Linked DNA regions of Podarcis muralis: region 1 is linked to region 2. Evidence: chromatin contacts called from public Hi-C data. All regions are on one chromosome and are shown on one strand. Each heading gives the region's core, a stretch centred on a gene start, on an enhancer-like site or on the middle of the called end of the contact. The rest is flanking DNA. Distances are from core to core; before and after follow the strand shown.

Evidence for each region. A called contact is a pair of places that touch in the nucleus more often than the background predicts.
Region 1: a contact with region 2 is called in a Hi-C map of an unstated tissue, with 10 times the contacts expected there. The contact joins the promoter of LOC114582864 here to the promoter of LOC144325251 in region 2. A contact is called at or near these places in 2 of 3 Hi-C or Micro-C datasets (tail and an unstated tissue).

The regions. Positions count from the first base shown.
Region 1 is chr13:15,733,390-15,739,489 of rPodMur119.hap1.1, reverse strand. LOC114582864 (NACHT, LRR and PYD domains-containing protein 1a allele 5-like) reads left to right here and starts at 3,084. Exons shown (of 9, transcript XM_077917948.1): 1 at 3,084-3,263; 2 at 3,430-3,717; 3 at 3,816-3,880; 4 at 5,068-5,291; 5 at 6,024-6,100. The coding sequence starts at 3,568.
Region 2 is chr13:15,595,085-15,600,581 of rPodMur119.hap1.1, reverse strand. LOC144325251 (caspase recruitment domain-containing protein 8-like) reads left to right here and starts at 2,214. Exons shown (of 8, transcript XM_077917939.1): 1 at 2,214-3,526; 2 at 4,554-4,675. The coding sequence starts at 2,440.

The sequences.
Region 1 (6,100 bases), core at 1,835-4,334, 140 kb before region 2:
TGATAAAACACTCAGAGAGAGGAGGTGGTACAGTAATTGTCGTTTAATAAAGTGAGTGAACTTTGAACAGCAGGGGAAAATAGATTAGTGTTGTGGGATGATTATTGTAATGGGGAGAGAGGGAAAGTAGGAAAGCAGGGTGTGAAATGGAGTAGGAAAACAGAGGGAGAAGGAAGAGAGCAGGAAAGCAAGGGGGACGAAATAGCGAAGGAAAACGGTGGGCGAGGAGGGAATGCTTTCCTGCATTCCTGAAGAAACTGTCCCAGGGAGTAGGAGGTGTCAGCGCCACAAGCAAGGGGGCAGGGAGTGGGCACAGCACCCAGATACAAATATGCCACCCTTTCCAGAGTGGTGCTTGAGGCACCTGCCTCAGACAGACTGAGGATAGCGCCGGCCCAGAGAACTCGCTCAAAATGCTGAAAATTCCAAAAAGGCAAGTTAAAAATTGGTAAGTATGATCCAAGAAAGGTGAGGGGGAGAACTTGTTGCTAGTTCCTGGAATGTGGAGAAGTGACAAAACAGGTTCAAATCAGGCCTGGCAATATATAGGTGTGGTGTTTGCCCTCCTAGGTGTGTGACATCATACTGGGTTCACAGGGAAAGGGTTAACTAATTGTAAAATGACTAACCAATGCGAACCCAGGGGGCAGAGTTAACTGTATAAGGTTTAAGCACAGAGGGGGTTTTTTTAGGAGTTAGAGTTGTTGAGAAGACAGTCTGGAGTTAAAAGAGACAGAGAAGATAAGTCTGTGGTTTGGGCTAGCCTGGTGTGTGTGTGAGAGAGAATTTGTTAAGAGGAGTCAGTCAAACAGTTGAGATAATCAGTCAGAAGGTATTAGGAAGGTATAGGCCGGTAAAGACACTAAAGTTAACATACCGACAGGAATATTATCTGAGAAACCATAAACTTGTTAATGTTTGTAAAATAAACTTGTTTTGGTTTTTTTCTGTTCACTTTTAATAACTGACTGGACTCAGTGTTTTACCAGAGTGTAACTGGTTGGTGGCAGCGGGGAAGCGAGCACAGAGGTGGCACAGGGATCATTAGACCGTTAAACGTCCAGGGACCCTGTGTGGTTGCCACAAAAGGTCATGGTTAGTTTGATTCAGGGTTCTGCTTTCTTTGTCCTTACAACAGTCAAGTGAGAAAAGAGATAGTGGTTAATTTAGAGGTTTACAAAAGGACATAAAATAACATTAGAAGCGTTTGCTGGATCAGGCCAATGCCCCATATACTCCAGCATCCTACTCTCGCAGTTGCTTAACAGTTGCCTGTCAGGAACCAGCAAGCAGGATTTGAGCACAAGGGCTCACAACTCCTCCCTCCTGTGGTTTCCTGCAACTGGTATTCAGAATCATTGCTGCCTCCAACTGGAGACAGAGGGTGGCCATTGTGGCTAGCAGCCAACAACAGCCCCCGGTCCACTAATTTGTCAAACCCTCTTTTAAAGGCATCCAGGTTGGTAGCCAGCACTGCCTCTTGTGGGAGCAAGTTCCATCGTTTAATTCTGTGTTGCATGGAGAAGTAATTTCATTTTTCAGTCCTGAAACCTTCATTGGATGCTACCAGGTTCTCCTGATATGAGAGAAAGAGAAAAACATTTCTCCAACCACTGTCTCCATGCCATATGAACTTCAGTCATGTCAGCTCTGACTCGCCCTTTCCCTGAAATAAATAGTCCCAAATGTTGCAACCTGTCTTCACAGCACAGTCACTCCACCCCCCCCCCCGATCTTACATTGTAGGAGGATGTGAAGATGCTCTTTGAACCTCAGTTTCAGTTGCTCTTTGAACCTCAGCCTACCAATCCAGATCATAAAGTTTGCTGATAGCAAGTTATTGTAAACAGAGCCAGACCCATTGCAAGATTAAGCATTGAAGAACTGCATCTTATGGGCAGTGATCTCTTCTTTGTAGGGTGGCACTGTGCTCTGAACCATTGAGTCTCTTGGGCTTGCGATCCGAGTGAGCTCCCATTGCCCTGTCCCAGCTTCTTTCAACCTAGCAGTTCGAAAGCACACCAGTGCAAGTAGATAAATACGTACCACTGTGATGGGAAGGTAGACAGCATTTCCGTGCACTCTGGCTTCTGTCACAGTGTTCCATTGCGCCAGAAGCGGTTTAGTCATCATTGTCATCAAACCTTTTATTGGTATCACATACAACATCCAAAACAAATCAATACAGAATTACCACTTCCCCAGTGGCCACATGAACCGGAAAGCTGTCTGCGGACGAACGCCAGCTCCCTCAGCCTGAAGCAATATGAGCGCCACAACCCCATAGTCACCTTTGACTGAACTTAACCATCCAAGGGTTAATTAACCTTTTATCTTTACCTGTAGGCAGGAAGGTGGAGAAATAACTGACATGGATGAATCCATATATGACCTTTGGGTTTGTGGGTTCCTGCAGAGATCCATCTTGTCTCTGATGCAGCTTAACATTTGCATGAAACTGCTGGAAGAGTTTTGTCTGGAAATTTCTCATGGTTTCATGGAGCCAATTCCTGGGGTGGGGAGCTCCCTCATTTGGAGGTCTTCAGGCAGAGTCTTGACAGCCACCTGCTGAACATGCTGTGTGGCTAGATTTCCTGCATCAGGCCAGATGGCGTACAAAACTCCCTCCAGCTCTGTAGGATGCTGTGGATACGCCTCTCTCCCCTCCTCACATTATTTCAGGGAGGATGCGAAGGTCCTGCATTCTTGGCTGTCAGACAGGATGTGGGTGCAGAAATGAAATATGAATTACTGGCAAAAATGGGTCAGTTACCTTTCATATGCAACATTTGGCTGGTGGATAGAGATGAGAGTTTACCTGTTGCAATCATACACAAAGAGATGATTCTGGGTAAGAAAATAATTGTTTATTGTAATACCTGGGTCCTGCAGGCGCCCTTTCTGTGCTCCTCCTAGATGAGCAGCTGTTTGGCTGCTTCACACTCATCCAGCTCTCCCCCAAGCAACTTCAAGGATTCCTTTTTTTTTTTTTTGAGGGGGAGGGTTGTGTGTTTTTTTAATTCCCAAAGGAGGAGCAGGTTCTTCTCTTACTCTCACAAGTTTTCCTGCTCCAACTCCTTGCCGCTCCCCCCTGCTTCAGAACCTGCTGGGAAAGAGAGCGAGAGCTCCCGGGAAAGACGCCTCTTGCGCTCGCCCCGCCCTCGAGTCTCCTGCCGCGGACGGAGGGAAGCATCTCAAAGGTTTTCCTCGCCAAAGGGAGCAGCAAGCGACGGGTTTCCCGCTGCCCTCGGGCCAGGCATCTCCAGTGGCGTAGCGTGGGGGGTGCAGGGGGGGCCAGCCGCACCGGGCGCAACATCTGGGGTTAGGGCAAATCCACGGGTTAGGGGGCGCAAATCCATGGGTTAGGGGGCGCAAATCACTTGCCTTGCCCCGGGTGCTGACAACCCACGCTACTCCACTGGGCATCTCTCCTCCGGAGCATCAGGCGCCGCGAGTTGCGCACCAGAGTCTGGCTCTCCTGCCTCTCTGCCTTGGCACAGTCTCCGGATCTGGGTCTTTCGCTGGCCGAGGATTTGGCTGGGCTGGGGCTGGCGGGGAAGGAGCGCGATGGCCAAGAAGACTTCCAGGAGACGCTGCGCGGAAGCCCAGGAAGTGGGGGAGTTCCGAAGGCTGCAGATGGGTAGCGAGGAGGAACACGACGGCAACCTGACGGCGCGGCTGCCTAGTTGTGGCTTTGGCCTCGAGCAGTGCTCCTTGGTATGGTCACAGCGGTGCTGGAAATAGACAAGAACGCCCCGTTTTCAGGTGGGAGAAGGATTCTGGCATCCTCATGCATGATTGTGGTTTTATTGTAGGATCTTCCAGAAAGAATAAAAGCAGAGGTGTTTTGGGACTCAGAAAGTGGCCGTGAAGCTTACAGGTAAGTGATCTCTCTCCCCGATCTCGTGAAAATTTCTCCCTTCAGGGAATGGTTTCTACATTGAATTGTTCCTCGGAACGCATCTGGTTTCTGTGGGTCTCACAGTCATCAAATATGGTTGCTGTCTCTACCCATGTTCCTCTAAATACAATGAAGGAAATGCAATTTAAAACTTTTGTATAAGACCCGCTGGTGGACTTGACCACTGATCAGTCATAACACGCATTTTGTGTGTTTATTTGGAAAATAATCACTACAACTTTAACTCCATGTTACATTGGTAAGCATCCTTACAGAACGGAGGAATCATGTACAAATGGTTTTTCAGAACTGGATGAGGAGGTGGACTAGGCCCAGGATTAAAAACCTATGAGGAGGACCAGAGTGAAGCCTGTCATGTCAGTTCAATCTGCCCCAGGGGTGGGGCCAGTGTCGCAGCCTGCCTGCCATTGACCATATAGGCAGTCAAGCTGCGATCCACTTCCTGGGCCTGGGTGAAGCTAAAATGGATTCACCCAAACCCAGAAAAACCCCTCACCTCCAGCACAACCATCAGATCAAGGGGAGGCATTGTCAGTGTCTCACAACAGTGCCCAGGTTGCGGTAAGCGTCATTACACAACATATGTTTTTTCAAAATTTTCTTCTTTTTTCTTCTTTATGCTTTCACCTCCCCCTTATTTTTCTTCAATGCCCCCCAATTGCACCTGAAGCTCCTACTGCCCCCCTCGATCATTCCAGCACCCTGCAGGGGGTGGGATCACCCACTATGAGAAATACTGGTTTAGAGCAAAATGGGTTCATGGCTTGTAGAACCCCTGGCCTGCTCAATGAATATGATAATTTTCCCTGAAGTTCTAGTATCATCAACACACCAGGAATCAGAAGATTAGTAGTTAATCCTACCACTTGGCTTTACTCTGCATGAACGCAGGCATTTTAAAGTCACCTTCTCAGTATCAGAAGAATACTTTTTGGGCAGCCTCATAATAAACGTGCTTCTCTGTGGCAAAATCCTGAGTGTGCAGAGTGGTGCCTGCCCAAGAATTTTCCTTCCATAATTTTTTTGCCTCCTTACTTGGCATGTGAAGCACCTCCTGCAAAAATATCAATTAGACCAGCAGAGGAAGTTCTCCCAATTCATGTTCAACCTGATTCCCCTTTCATCTTTCCCCTTGTGCCATTCAGAGCGCGCTTCACAAAGGCTGGCTTCTTCCATTGCTGTGATACTGGTCTCATATGGGAAGTGAGAGGAGCTGTGACCATAACATACCACTTTGATTCATGGCCGAAGCACCTGGAAGAACAAAACACCAAGGAGTGGCAGATCGCTGGCCCTCTGCTCAACATTAAAGTGGATGCAGTAGAAGCCATGGCAGCCATTTGCGTCCCTCACTCCTTGTGTCTTGAAGGTATCACATGGGAAAAACCTTACAGCATTATAACCATAATAGGAAGAATCTTAAACAGGAATAACTTCCATTGACATTTCCAGAATGTTTGGGGGCCAGTGGTGTGGGTTCTAGGGATCAGTAGTGCTGGCTAAATTGTCTTTTCTTATTTGTTTCAATTTTGCAAAATGTTCTGCTATTTTACTGTTTCTGTGATGCTTTGTATTTTGTTGTAAGACGTGTTGGAGCTGTCGTCTAAACCACAAAGACTAGGGCTTGCCGATCAGAAGGTCGGCGGTTCGAATCCCCTCAATGGGGTGAGCTCCCGTTGCTCGGTCCCTGCTCCTGCCAACCTAGCAGTTCGAAAGCCCATCAAAGTGCAAGTAGATAAATAGGTACCATTCTGGCGGGAAGGTAAATGGCGTTTCCATGTGCTGCTCTGGTTCGTCAGAAGCGGCTTAGTCATGCTGGCCACATGACCTGGAAGCTGTACGCTGGCTCCCTCGGCCAGTAAAGTGAGATGAGCACTGCAACCGCAGAGTTGTCCATGACTGGACCTAACGGTCAGGGGTCCCTTTACCTTTACCATGAGAACATGCAGTACTGTGAAACAATGCTATAGACCTCTTAAATGATGATGAGAACATAAATACTTGCATGATACAGAGAGGGTGGGGGTTAAGTGATGGTGATTTTTTCCCACTTTCCCACTTGTAACATGTTTGTCTATGTTTCCTTTGGGCTCCTTTTCAGGTGACGACAGTTCTCATGTCTACATTGCACATTTTGTCGAAGGGGGGATGAGGCTGGAGAAACCAGACAGAGTGGAG
Region 2 (5,497 bases), core at 965-3,464:
ACCCATAAAATCAGCTGCAGCACAAGATGGGGCAGTGGCACCCAGTATTGGAGAAACTCAGAGCTAACCAAAACATCCCAGGAAAATCTTGAGCGGGTTTTGGAGTCCTTCCTTCCTGGGGGCCCCTTGCACACTCACTTAAACTCAGGGCTGAGCAGGAGCACTGGAAAGGAGAGAGCAACAAGAATATTTATGATTATGATTATGATTAGTTATTACATTTCCTAGTCTCTATACAAATAAAGTCTCAAAGCAACTTAGCAATATAAAATACAGCTGGATAAAATCAGTTAAAATTAAACCACAAGACATCCAAAAAATACAGAGAAATTGTTCCAACTTACAGTGCTTTTTGGGCTCTATTCCAATGTTTCTTTAGCCATTCCACTGTCAAACAGCTCTTACTGTCCAAAAGGTCTTCCTGGTGTAAGAAACCAGAGGCCTTCCTTTTGGGCATTGCTGGCCAAATGGTGTCAAAGAAGGACAGAACTTTCTTTATGTATGCAACAACAGCAGCAAGAATACTCATCGCAAAACACTGGAAGACACAAGATTTGCCCACTCTGGAAGAATGGCAGATGCAAGTGATAGACTACATGGAATTGGCAGAAATGACTGGCAGAATCCGAGACCTGGGAGAAGAGTTAGTGGAAGAGGACTGGAAGAAATTTAAAGACTACCTGCAAAAGCATTGCAAAATGTATGAATGTTAAAATGATGCAGGATATAAAGATAATATGGCATTAGTGATATAGTTGAAAGGAATATGTAAAAATGTTTCATAAGACTAAGGGTAAAGATAGAATAATATTATGTCAAATTTAAATAAATTGATATAAAGGGGAAAATTGGAGACATAATAGTTGAAACGTATAACATAAAATAAGATTTGAAAGAGGGGGAGGCACTGCTGAACAAGATTGTGTAAAAGGGAACACAGAAAAGGGAGATGTGAGGGAGTCTGGAAGGAGGGTTAAGAAAATACCGGTAATAAGTAAGAAATTGGCTTTTTATCTTTTTTTATGTCTTTTTTCTTTTCTTTTATTTTTTTGCGTGTTCTAATGTATTTTTCTGTTTTTTGCTTGATTGTGATGGTGTTTTTCTTTTCTTTTTTTCTTTTTTTGTTTCGACTGTGAAGTCTGTTTTTACTGTTTAAAACCTTAATAAATATCTTTTTTTTTTAAAAAAAAAAAGGTCTTCCTGGTGTATTGTCGGAATTTTCTTGTAACTTGAAGCCATCGGTTTGAGTCCTTCCCTCTAGAACAGAACACAGGCTTGTTCCCTCTTCCATGTGACAGCCCTCTAGATATTTGAAGACAGCTATCTCCTCTCAGTCTCCTCTTTTCTAGGGTAAACACACCCAGCTCCTTCAACCCTTCCTCTTTCCTTTCCAGACCCTTGATCATCTTGCTTGCTTTCCACTATCCATGTTTCCACAGATATATTCTGCTTTTTTTGTTTGCCTGCTTGCTTTACCTGCAGTGAGTCTTATGACAACCTTTGATATTCAAAACTGGGGAAAAGACTCCACCTCAGATTTCCTTTTAATATCATAAATCAGTGCTTTTTTTCTGGGGAGGCCGCAGGGGCATGCATACCCCTAAACATTTTGTGAATCTTTGTACTTTTGTCCATTTACTGTATTTAATTTTCCCCAATTTGAACAATAAAATGATGGTTTTCTTGAGTTAAAATGAGAGTACCCCTAAACATTTTTTTAGAAAAAAGCACTGCCATAAATTCTCTGTCGGCGTTGCCACAAATCCGCTGCCAGCGAAAAAATCCAGAGGCATAGCTGTCAAGCATAGCTGGAAGTGAGAGCTGGACCATAAAGAAGGCCGATCGCAGAAGAATTGATGCTTTTGAATTCTGGTGCTGGAGGAGACTCTTGAAAGTCCCATGGACTGCAAGAAGATCAAACCTCTCCATTCTGAAGGAAATCAGCCCTGAATGCTCACTGGAAGGACAGATCGTGAAGCTGAGGTTCCAATACTTTGGCCACCTCATGAGAAGAGAAGGCTCCCTGGAAAAGACCCTGGTGTTGGGAAAGATGGAGGGCACAAGGAGAAGGGGACGACAGAGGACGAGATGGTTGGACAGTGTTCTCGAAGCTACCAGCGTGAGTTTACCAAACTGCGGGAGGCAGTGGAAGACAGAAGTGCCTGGCGTGCTCTGGTCCAGGGGGGTCACGAAGAGTCGGACGCGACTAAACGACAGCTGTCAACTTTTCTCTTTTCTTGCGAGGAATCCTATTCTGAATAACGGAATTTCCTTTTTAAAAAGGGAAACGTTGACAGCTACGGATAGGAAGGCGACCTCGGAGGAGCCCGCCCCCCGGGGGTTTTCTGACACTCCTCCTTCTGACTAGGAGGAAGCAAGAGCGGGACAAGACTGATAGGTAGCAGCAGAGCGGGTTGAGCTCCTGCTTGGGAAAATCAGATGCAGGAAGACGCCCCTTCGAACGTGCTCGCGGCAATCGCGGGCTCCGTCCCCGCCGTCGAGTCCGCTGGTGTCGAAAGCGGGGTTCCTTCTCTACGGACGCGACACGCCACGCGACCGAGAATGCGGGCGGGCGGCCCACAGACAGAGGACAGAAATCGGCGCAGAGCTTCTCTGCCCGAGGGAAGAGGAAGTAGCAGCCCGGTAAGGAGAGAGGAGTCGGTCAGGGCCGTTGGAAGATCTCTGAGCACAGGCGGTGGAATGCTGTGGACGCGGCGGCACCAAATCCTCCCCGTCTATAGTCGTTCCGTGAACGCCCCAGAGACTGTGGGGGGGCAGGGCGCAATGGGGGAGGAGGTCTGCTCCCCCTCGGCGGATCCCCTGGAGCCTGTGGATTGCGTCTGTGATGGCAAATGGGATGTTACTTCCTTTTGGAAGGGGAGACGCGCGTTGCGGAGAAAAAAACACATCTTCTCGGAGGATGCCCTAGACCTTGAAGGATACCTCTCTGGCACTTATGACTCTGAAAGGCCAAGAGTCCAGCTGAGGCAAATACACTTCCCGTTGTTCGGTGCTCTGGGCTTTGAAGGATACAACCCTTACGTCACCAATGATGCCTACAAACCTGCTGACATCTATGGTGACTTGAACTCTGGGAGAGAAAACCGCTTCCTTTCAGGCATCCAGGTGGGGAATTGCAGTACCCTGTGCTTGGAGAAGTCTCTGGCCCCTGAGGTTCATCCTGGGAGCTCTTCTGAAAAGGATTCTGGGCTCCCAATGAAATCATTTCTGCTATCAGGTCACCATTTGACCTATATTAGAGCCATCTATGGTCTCCTGGCGTGCACCCTGGAGAGTTTAGATGAGTCCGAGCTAAAAAAGTTCAAGGGCGAACTCTGCCATTTCTCCATTCCGATGGGCGATCTCCAGGTCACCCAGGACTGGCTGCAGGAATGTGGTGCTTGGACTCTCTGCCATCTGCTGCTCAGACACTATGATGTGGATGGTGCCGTGGAGGTGGCAGCCAAGGTGCTGAAGGCCATCGACTGCCAGCCGCAGGCGGACAAGCTTCTCCGTGGAAGGGCAAGTAAGGACCTCGGAAAGGGGAACATTTGTTTGAGCCTGATTATCTCCTCATGAAGAAATGTTGGCTGGAGGAAGAGAGGTTTCTTTAGCTGGGTCGTGTTTGTCATAAACTTATTATTTACATTCTCAGTGTGTCTTAACCAATTGGAGGGAGGACTCAGAAATCGCAGGTCTCTCTTCCTATATTTATATTATTTTATTGCATAAAATTTATACCTCAGTTGGTTGTAAAAAAACCAACAACCCTCAAGCAGTTTTTAATGCCCCTCTTTGCCCTTCCTCCACCTCACATTATTTCTTCACATCGTTTCAACATGGACATTAAATGGCAAGAATAACATTATTTATCATCTTTGCATTGTAGCTCTCAATTCCTCTTTCATGCTTTATTCATTTCCCCTTCTTTGCAATTATTTTGAAAAATGACACTACAAATACACATGGGTGCACACAACCAGTGATCTCAAACAGACACAGTTTTCTCCTGTGACCAAGAGCAGATGTCTTTTACTAGGTTAGAAGTAGTTTCATCGGGGTTTCTACTTGTAATCAGGTCTGACTTTCAATATAGAATAAATAGGAATTTATAGTATGAGATAAACAATGAAAATTTACAGCAAAATTGCAAATTGCTGTGGGTTCCACCCCTCTTCAGATCATCTCGTTTCCATTTCCCCACTTTGATTTATCCATGTCAGGATGCCTGTGTTATCAAAGAGTTGTGTGTGTGTGTGTGTGTGTGTGTGTGTGTGTGTGTGTGTGTGATAGAGAGAGAGAGAGAGATTGGGTTAACAACCGAATTAGTACCATCTCTATTTTTTGCATTCCATTTCCTGACGACCCAAAGGTTTACAGTCCCAATCTGTGGGTGCAAGTACATCCCACTGAACTCAGTAGGCCTTTCCCCTATTCTTCATACAAGCAGAACAAGGTGAAATTCACTTCACATTTCTCTAATCTTCAAGGTTTGCTTCTTCATTTTCACAGCAGCCATGTGGGAAAATAAATCACTGACCTTGTTTTTACAGGCATTCCTGAGTCCTCAGTGCAAGTATCAGAATCCCCTCTATTTGCAGAGAAAGGGCAGTGCCGAAAGACAAGTCCTGCAAATTCCAGGAAAAGTGTATTTTGCTACCAGTGTCCTAGAGAGGTAAAGGGCTGGACTCATCCTGGTTTGTATTAGCCCCTATTAACACCTAACTTGTGAATTTGAATTTCAAGCTTAGGTAAGTTTGTGGTGTTGCTATTCAACACGAATTACAGTGGTACCTCTGGTACCTCGGGTTAAGTACTTAATTCATTCAGGAGGTTCGTTCTTAACCTGAAACTGTTCTTAACCTGAAGCACTACTTTAGCTAATGGGGTATCCTGCTGCCGCCGCGCCGCCAGAGCACGGTTTCTGTTCTCATCCTGAAGCAAAGTGCTTAACCTGAGGTACTATTTAGGTACTATTTAGTACTATTTAGTCTATAACCTGAAGCGTATGTAACCCGAGGTACCACTGTACTTGGAATGGACAGGTGTCTCCAACACAAATAATTGTTTTTTTGGTTGTGAGCTGCAAATGGCCAACTGCACGCACTCCTATTGTGATTGCTGTATATAGCGTGGAAATGTTCTGTGTGGGATCTATCCTATGATGTTATCAATTTGCAATAATCCCATGTTTCAATAGAATTCTTCAGATTTCAACATGTCCCCAGTGTCTGAAGGAGCAGGAGGGAATTCTTTGACTAAAGAGGAGGGTGTGCATCTTGACTCCTGTGTACCTGCATGCAAATGCATTGATATGGCTACAAAATGTTGGTCCACTACTTCCTTGCACACCCACCCATCCTCATCTTTCCTTACCTAGAGAGTGCAGGTAATTTAATATTTTTGGGTTACATCTGCCTTTGGTAAGTACACTGAGATCTTTGGAAAGAATGGCAAATATTCTGTAAACATTTTTGGGGAAAAGTCTAGATTAAAA